Linked DNA regions of Gossypium hirsutum: region 2 is linked to region 1. A link is a contact called in public Hi-C data. All regions are on one chromosome and are shown on one strand. Each heading gives the region's core, a stretch centred on a gene start, on an enhancer-like site or on the middle of the called end of the contact. The rest is flanking DNA. Distances are from core to core; before and after follow the strand shown. Region 1 overlaps LOC107895001 (translation initiation factor eIF-2B subunit epsilon). Region 2 holds the start of LOC107895000 (E3 ubiquitin-protein ligase SIRP1).

The links. Hi-C and Micro-C count contacts between places; a contact is called where the count stands out from the background.
Region 2: a contact with region 1 is called in a Hi-C map of leaf, with 2.5 times the contacts expected there. The contact joins the promoter of LOC107895000 here to the enhancer-like site in region 1. A contact is called at or near these places in 8 of 34 Hi-C or Micro-C datasets (anther, hypocotyl and leaf).

What each region holds. Positions count from the first base shown.
Region 1 is chrA13:68,506,991-68,511,594 of Gossypium_hirsutum_v2.1, forward strand. It overlaps LOC107895001 (translation initiation factor eIF-2B subunit epsilon), which reads left to right. Exons shown (of 16, transcript XM_016820170.2): 15 at 1-114; 16 at 199-404. The coding sequence ends at 243. Among protein-coding and RNA genes, the nearest start is that of LOC107895001, 16 kb to the left of the region's middle. Within about 2 kb of position 2,056, at least 7 of the 9 cell types and tissues checked have an H3K27ac peak or open chromatin away from gene starts, as enhancers often do. A contact at or near this core is called in leaf, where this site is marked.
Region 2 is chrA13:68,605,935-68,610,791 of Gossypium_hirsutum_v2.1, forward strand. LOC107895000 (E3 ubiquitin-protein ligase SIRP1) reads right to left here and starts at 2,789. Exons shown (of 2, transcript XM_041084774.1): 1 at 2,771-2,789; 2 at 1,799-2,676. The coding sequence starts at 2,789. The coding sequence ends at 1,799. It also overlaps the pseudogene LOC107894999.

The DNA.
Region 1 (4,604 bases), core at 806-3,305:
TTATATGATAAAGAAATTCTACAAGAAGATGCTATTCTAAGGTGGGCGGATGAGAAGGAAGGAGCAGATGAATCGGATAAAGTGTTTCTGAAGCGTTCAGAAAAATTTATACAGGTAAAAAAGGAACTTTAATCTTTTCTATTTCCCACTCGGTGAAATGAAGATTGTTAATATTTACTCATCTTTCCCCTTTTAAAGTGGTTGAGAGAGGCTGAAGAAGAAGAGGATGATGAGGATGAGTGAGACTACTTGTGTTTTGGCACGTATGAACATCACTGCTGAGGAAAATATGGTCTGCCTTTGTTTGCAATTTTTGCTTTTCATGTGGCTAATAGTCTTGACATTAGAAATGTTGTATTGAATTGAAACGTTTTGACAGTAGTCCATATATTCAGATTTACTTATTGCTTTCTTTTTTCCTTTTAGAGTAAATAGAATTTCAGTAGACAACAAGGATTAATCTTAATTTATTTTTAATTTTTTTAAGTAATATTGTCAAAAATGAATTTATATTATCTCAAAAATATTTTTACAATATATTTACGTTTCATAAACATGTCAAAACATTATATTGTGATACCGTATGTAATAAAATTTTTTAAATTTCATATCAATAATGTGTAAATTTTTAAAACAATATTTCAAGGAAAAGGTTTTTATTTTTATTTTTTTTATTATAGATTGTTGAAAAATTATATTTTTTGCATTATGTTACTAATCGGATTCCGTTTTTTAATTTTAAAATTAAATATTTAGAAATTTTAAATAATTAGAAGTACGCAATACTCCTATCTTGTTTTACAATTGTCATTTTTAACCTCTTAAGTTAATTTAATTGAAAATTTTAAAATACAATTATTATGTTTGAAGTTTAACATATTTTCAAAAATATCATAATTAATTTTAAACATGTTATATAATTCTTAAATTTTGAAACATTATAACAGTTTTAATAAACTTTAAAATAAATTTTTTAAACATTTTTCCGGAAAAAAATACATATACATATATTTATATTTATAAAAGTATTATCAAATTTGAATTGTAGTTTTTTTATTCTTTAGGTCGAGGTATATATATATACATATATACTAAACATATTTTATAATCTTAAAATTATAAACAGTTCGAAGTAATTTTATATAATGTTTAAATAGGTTTTAAACAAATTTAATTTTTGCAAGATCTTTAAATTAGTAGTTCTTAATTTTGATAGTAGCGGTATAAGTTTTTTAAACATATTTTAAATTAACTATTTTATCTTTTTGGTATGATTTAAATAAACTATTTTATTTCTTATTGAAAACAAAACTAATTTTAATTATTTTATTTAAGAACTTAAATATGTGTTTTTTTATCATATTATAATTAGTTTAAAAAATGTCTAAAACAATATTTATAAATTATTTTAGATATGATATTTTTATCATATAAAATTTAACATTTTAAAAACTTGTTTTGTAATTCTAATATTAATCGAATTTTGAAATCAATTTTAAATTTTAATCTTAACTGTTATAAAATTTTAAATAAATTTGAATAAAATATTTTATTCCTAATTTAAAAGAGTTGTAATGTTTAATGTATTAAATTATGAGTTTTAATTTTTTTTAGTTAAAAACATATATAATTTAAAATGTATTAGTTTAAGGGATATTTATCTCTCTACTTCACTAAAATTGTCAATATGATATCTGTTCTTTCAATTTATTCCTTTTGCTACCTGTACCATTTTTCTGTTTATCACTTTGCTACTCCACAATCTCTGACAAAATTTGGCTCCTGCACCAACCATAGTCTGCCACGTGCAATTATGTCCGGAAAAGAAAATTCAAGTCAAAGCTAAGGACTTAAAAACAATTATACCAATTACTATTCTAAAGTGAAAAAAAAACACAAATATTTGTTGGTCTCTTCTTTCTAAAACAAAGCCCTAGCCGCCTCCTTCCACTGTCGGCACCATTACTCACCGGCGTCTTCTCCGATCAAGAAGCGTTCATGAGCCCAACACCGAATTTCGATCTTCTTCAAGTCTAGCTCTTCGATTTCCCCTTGCAAAGACCATATAGTTCTCCAAATTTCATAAAATTTTCTTCTAATTTTGTTCTTTCTTGCATATTTGAATGTTACCATCATAAAGTTCTTTCTGGCTTTAGTTTACAAGGTTTGAGATCAGTTTTTTTGTTTTCATGTTTAGGGTTGTTTCTTTACATATAAAATATTTTCTGTAAAACATTTTTATTATTTTGCAGTGTTTATTTGGTAGAAAATGAATTAGCAAAGGAAATTATTCTCAAAACAATCCATTTTCTAAAATTTTCAGATTTTATAATTTAGTCCTTACAACTAAAATTGTCAAAATTTCCAAAAATTCTATTTTTCAAAATTGTTAATTCTCAAATAATGTAAATTAATCCTAAAAATCAAGTTTTGAAATCTTTACAATTTAACCCCTATAGTTTCAAGCTTTACTATTCTATGCTCAACTTTCTAAATTTTCATATTTCATAATCATATAATTTAGTTACTACATCAATGTTTCAGATTTCACTACTCAAATCCTTAGAATTTGAAATTTCACAAATTTTATAATTTGGTCATTACTTCAACTTTTATCAAATTAAATCATTTTTCAACTAATCCAAATAATATTCAAAATAAATATTTACCACTTTCAACTTAATTAGGCATAAACATAAATCTATAGATATAAATTTATATTCCCTAATGTACTAAATTAACAATTAAACTTAATTAAATAAATTAAGATTAATTAAAACTAAAATATGATTAATTAAAATATAAATAAGGTTTATGAAATAAATTCAACTAAACAATGAAAAGATAATAAAATCTCGGCTTAAGGGCGCAAAATGCCCTCAAACTTTAAAAAAAATAAATTAAGGCCCTGTTTTTTTTTTGCGATTATTTGGGTACTTGGACTTTCAAAATGCATAAAAAGGCCCTCAAACCTTTTCAAAAAAAAAAAGAAGCAAATAAGCCCCTATTTTTATTTTGCACTCAATTGGGTACTTGAACTTTCAAAATGATCAAAAAGACCGTCAAACTTAAAAAAAGAAGAAGAAGAAGCAATTAAGCCCCTGTTTTTATTAAAAAATAAAAAAATTATAAAAAATAAAATCAATAAAATCTATAAATATTATTAAATTTTAATAAAAATTTTCAAATATTAAAAATTATAATTTTTTTTATTTTTTTACGATTTTTATAAAAAAATTAATTTTTAATAAAAGTTAAAATTTTTAAAATTTTTATTAAAATTTATTATTTATTATAATATTTTTTTTCTAATTTTTAATAAGAGCAAGGACTTAATTGGTTTTTTGAAAACTTTTAAGGGTCTTTTTGATGCATTTTGAAAGTTTAAGTGCTCAATTAAGTGAAAAAAAAAAAGAAAAAAGGAGGGATTGTAACAACCCGTTTTTTAATAGTGTCGGAAACAGTGATGTAACACCCCATACCCGTAACCCACGCCGGAGCGGAATACGAGGCATTACCTAACTCGATCTCATGCACACAAACGTTCCCCAAGTCACCAAGACTGGGTCCAATTTAAAACTTTTTCAATTTCTAATTTAAACTTCTTAATACAGGCCTACGAGCCCCAAATCGACCATTGAAAACTATTCGGGATCAACTCGGGTCCTTAAACCATCTATAGAAAATTTGACTTTGAAACAGGGCACACGCCCGTGTAGAAGGGCAACACGCCCGTATGGCCATTTCAACATGGTCGTATTGATGGCCCGTGTGGCTCACATGGCCTATGCAATATAGGAACACGGTCGTGTCCTCCACCCGTGTGGAATTAATTCTAATTGCACACCTATAGGGGTTTTCACACGGCCTGGCACACGCCTGTGTCCCTGGCTCGTGTCCTTCACACGACCATGACATGCCCGTGTCTTAGCCCATGTGCAAAAACATGGATATTCTGTTTCTGACGTCAACATCCCCAAAATGTCACATGGCCAAGGCATACGCTCGTGTGCTAGGCCGTGTCCCTCACACGGCTGAGATACACGGCCGTGTGTTTACTATCATGCATACTAACTTGAAATTTTTTACGTGCAGGGGACACACTGCCGGACCACATGCCTATAGGGCAGACTGTGCGTCACATACAGCCTAGACATACACCCGTGTGTCTACCCGTGTGGACAATATAAGGCTATTTACCAAGCCTATTTGCCACCCTTACTTACTCAACCTACATAATAGCAACCACAATCAAGATAAGACTATCTCATGCAGCCAAATCAGCTACAATAGACAACATTCCATTTGTGCATTTTATTCATCTATGAAAATAACATCTTTGCATATAAATCAAAATTAATATTTTCCATCATTCAAGGCTTAATACAAAATAAAGGTTTCTAATCCAAGCCAACACACTTGGCTAGTTCTCAATGACACAAAAATAGTAAAGTCTAAGCCCTATACATGCCATATTCAAAAATATAAATCAAACTATATCGAATGCTTCGATTGATAGTGTGATTGATATCTCTGACTTCCTTTGGTCCTTGAGCTAGATAGGCGACACTATAAGAAAATAAAAAAGGATAGGGAGTAAGCAT
Region 2 (4,857 bases), core at 1,539-4,038, 100 kb after region 1:
AAGGGTGTTATTCTTGTTTACTTCTCTTTCAAGTTTCAATTTAATGGAGTTTCTTAGATTGAAACTTTCTATCATGTTTCAAAGCTAATCTTTTTTATTTAAAAGTAACTTTGTTCTTTTCAAGGATAATGTACCCTGTAGTTAGTTTGCCTTTAGGATTTAAAAGTTGCAAAGCATAAACTGGGGAATTTTAATTTTCCGACAACGGATTGTTTTTACCAATTTCTATGAATATGTAGGGACCGGAGATCCGAACCGGGTTTTTGAAGCATGGGAAGCCCATACAACTCATTCAGGGTAAAGAGATTACTATCAGCACTGACTATAGCATAAAAGGTGATGAGAATACAATCTGTATGAGTTACAAAAAGTTGGCTCAAGATTTGAAGCCTGGGAGTGTTATTTTGTGTTCTGATGGGACAATCACATTCACTGTCTTGGATTGTGACAAGGAATTGGGATTGGTCCACTGTCGTTGTGACAACTCCGCTGTTCTTGGTGAAAGGAAGAAAGTCAATCTTCCAGGTGTTGTGGTTGATCTTCCAACATTAACAGACAAGGACAAAGAGGATATCTTGCAATGGGGTGTTCCAAATAAGGTTGACATGATTGCCTTGTCTTTTGTTCGTAAAGGTTCGGATCTTGTGGAGGTCCGAAAGCTGTTGGGAAAGCATGGAAATAACACTCTTCTAATGTCAAAGGTTTGCAGTTTGTTTAATAGACAATGAGATTTGTAGAATATATGTGTTTTGATTTCATGTTGAACATATTTGCTTGTGGATTGGCAGGTTGAAAATCAAGAAGGGGTTACTAACTTTGATGATATTCTAGCAAATTCAGATGCATTTATGGTTGCAAGAGGTGATCTTGGGATGGAGATCCCAATTGAGAAGATATTCCTGGCTCAAAAACTGATGATTCTTAAGGCCAATATACAAGGAAAGCCTGTGGTGACTGCAACTCAGATGCTAGAGTCTATGATCAAATCTCCAAGGCGACTCGAGCCGAAGTCACTGATGTTGCCAATGCGGTTCTCGATGGTACCGACTGTGTCATGCTAAGTGGAGAAACTGCTGCTGGAGCATACCCTGACCTTGCTGTTCAAACCATGGCCAGAATTTGCACGGAAGCTGAAAACTTTATAAACTATGGGGATCTTTTCAAGAGAATAATGGAGAGTGCACCAATGCCTATGAGCCCATTATAGAGTTTGGCTTCCTCAGTTGTGAGGACAGCCGAGTCCATTAACGCCTCTTTAATTTTGGTCCTAACCAGAGGTGGAACCACGGCAAAGCTGGTGGCTAAGTATAGGCCAAGTGTGCCTATTTTGTCTATGATCATCCCAGAGATAACAACAGATTCCCTTGAGTGGTCATGCAATGATGAAGCTCCATCAAGGCATTGCCTTATCTTCAGGGGTCTGATCCCGGTTTTGAGCTCCGGTTCGGTAAAAGCTTCTTACGCCGAGTCTACTGAGGAAACAACCAAGTTTGCCCTTCAATATGGTAAGGAAAAGGGGCTAATCAAACCTGGAGATTCAGTTGTGTCTTTGTACCCTTCAGTGATTAAGATCTTGACAGTTAGTTTATGATCTGATTTTAGCTTAGTTTTGGTAGCTTTTTTAATCAACATGTTTGATTGAATGTGGGAGAACAATTTTCACATGAATGAAGAAATATTTAATTTGATTTGTCCTTTTTTCAAGAGCTTATTGATATAAAATACATATAAATTCTTTGTTTTCCAACAGCAGCAAAAAAGACAAGCTCATTGCAGACTAATATATGCATAAAAATGTTCAGTTATCATCTCCCTGAGCTGCATTTTCACTTCCTGGAATAGCCTCTAATGAGGGAGGTGAAGTGGATTCACTTTGAGAACCGGGTAAGGTGACTAAACCATCATAAGGCCATGGAATAGGGATCCAATACCTTCTTCCAGTTCCTATCCTGCCAGTATTCCTGTTGCCATTTGGCTCGGTCTTGGAATCGTCCAACGGCAACTGAAACCGGCAGACAGGACAAGAGTTTTGAAGTTCAAGCCAAGGAATAATACACCCATCATGGAATTTATGCTCACACGGCATCTCTTTTGCTTCATTTCCAATCTCAATATCCTCCAAACATATTGCACACTGCACATTGCCATTTACAGTAACAGTTGGCATTGCTTCAACTGCTTCCTTCCAAGCTGGTAGAGTTCCATGTTGGTTTGGGTCATTCTCAGACAAATACTGCAACAAAAGATCCCAACCAGGTCCCATGATGTAATCACCAAAGGAGCCGGCAGACCTATGACTTGGGTTATGAGTATGAACACGGTTAGTAACATCAAATGAGCCTTGGACAACCAAGGCTTCATCATTGATTGGATCAAACAAGATCATTCTACCACTTCCATTTCCACCATTTTCTGATTCAGAAGCTGCTGCTACTGTACGCATACCTTGAAGTATCCTAAGGGGCAGGGCTGAAGATGAGGTTCTCCTTCTTATCAAGGACTCCACTTCTCTCCCCAGTTCATCATCCTGTGTTACTTGGTCCCTGCTTGCGATACGCAGCTGTGATGATGAACCAATCAAACCAAGCACGATTGGAGCCCAAAGTGAAAGACTGTTGGGAGACTCTGTATCGATGGCGGCGTGATTGGTGTTGGAACGGGATCTTATGCTGCCCACTTCTTCCAGAAACCCAGAATCACAGAGAGGGCATTGGAATTCAGGCTGTCGTTGGATTCACCACTCGGGAACACATGTAACACCAATACCTACCCGCTTGCCTATCCCCCATCTCTCTCTTCAAAATTTACAAACAATCACGTCAGAATACAAATCAAGAAAGATATACCAAAATTAACATACAATAAACATGAAACATGGAGTACTGTGGTCTATAAACAACCAACTTATAAATTGTAAAGAAAAACAAGACAAAAGAAACAAGAGATGTAAAAAGATAGATGTTTTCTATGATACCTTTCAAATAGAGGATGAGGGGAATAATTGACATGAACTATGATTGTGGTTTTAGAGGTAATAACCCTTTTTTATTTGCTTCTCTGTCATGGAAAGACATTTTTAGTTCAATATTTGTTTTACCAATCATTTTTGTATGCTTTAATTGCATACTATAATTAATTTGTTATTTAAAGATAGGGTTCTTGTTTGCTTTTTCTTTTAATTGCAATTAATATAAAGTAAGTCGACCTGTCTGTCCACCGTTAGATTGGGCTTTAGACTTCCTTACAGCTTGGACTTAGATAATAATGTTAGCTAAATCTATGGTTTTCAGCGTTATAAAACGTGAAAACTCACTTCCTGCTGCCAAAAATGTTCCAACTGAGACTTCAGCCCGCTAGACTATCACAGCCCCCAATGTTCAGTTTCTGACACTAAAGGCTCTCGACTGCAGGCAGTCTTCACTGCAGAAAATAACAAAAGGCTTTTATAACCCACTCTATTTCCACCCTCAGGCGGAGCCACCGGCAGCGCCATAAGGTTGCGCCGGGCAGCAAAGAGGGACAGCCACCTCAAGATTTCTGCTCAGATAAGATCAAGTAGTTGGTCGAATGTACGCTTTCTGAACTCACGGTTCGCTCTATTTAAAGCCAGCTTGTCGGCAATTCTCAGGATCGCTTCCCGATGTGGGATTTTAAGTGAACCAATTATAAAGGCGCTGACTATTGGGGCCACACGTGATTCAGAAACCGGGGCACCATAAAATATATGTAAAAGTTGATAGTTGCATTTGGGATTACAAAAAAACAAAACAAAACAAAATCAACATCCAAGAAGCAAATTAATTAGACGAGAAAAGCAGAGTGTTAAGGAGCAAAAGTTTGAAAAGAATGATATGAAATAAGGTGCAATTTGATGGAGGGTGGGGGAGATGCATGCTTCGCCACATTTTTTGTTCCACTGGATTGGGTGGATTGGATCCAAATACTGCATTTGCAATGGTCAAAGAAGCAGCAGTAGTTTAGTTTTAGTTTAAAAGGCAATGAAATGCATGGACATGCAGCTTTGCAAGTTTAGGTTGAATGGCAATCAAAGTTGGGAATATTGTTGTTGTAAGTTGAAAACTTACATGGACATGCTGCTTTAGTTCACATATGACACAGCCATCCACTATTTGATGAAATCAAAGGGCATTGTGAGTGGAAGAAAATAATGGAAATTCATTACCCAAAGCCCATTTTTGGGTTCACAATTTGACATCCTTAACCGTAGCACACTCCAAGCCTATATTTTACCTGCCAATATATAACAACCCACTTTTGTATATCTCCCAAAAGATTCCCCTTTGAATCAAAGGAGCCATGCATTATGGAGATCGGTTCTCATTCAGATCATCTTTATTTAGGCCTGCATCAGTAGCCAATATCTTCCATTTCAATTTTTCCAGTTACCTTAGTAATTAGCTCATTCAAATTTCAATACATACACGTGGGGTTACTCTGTAGTATAAAATTAATTTAATTTTTCAATTTCATTCCATTAATTATTGCATGGTTTATCAATACATATCACCATACATTTTAAATGTGAAGTAAATAAAAAATTTAATCATTAGATTATTAATAATAACAATAATTTTCATTAACATGAGATGGATATCGTATGTAATGTACATTATGAGCACAATTTATAATTCCAAATCCGGAATGCAGAGAAATTATGGCAAACATAGATAGTTGCTTGAACTTTTACATAACTAGGTAGAATTTGAAACAATGGATCTCCATCTCCATACTTAAGCGCAAATTATCTTTATGCGACCACATCAGTATGTCATAATGTAATAAGTCTTAGACTAAACATGAGAGTTGAATCAAGGTTTTATAGGTATTTTAGTAGTT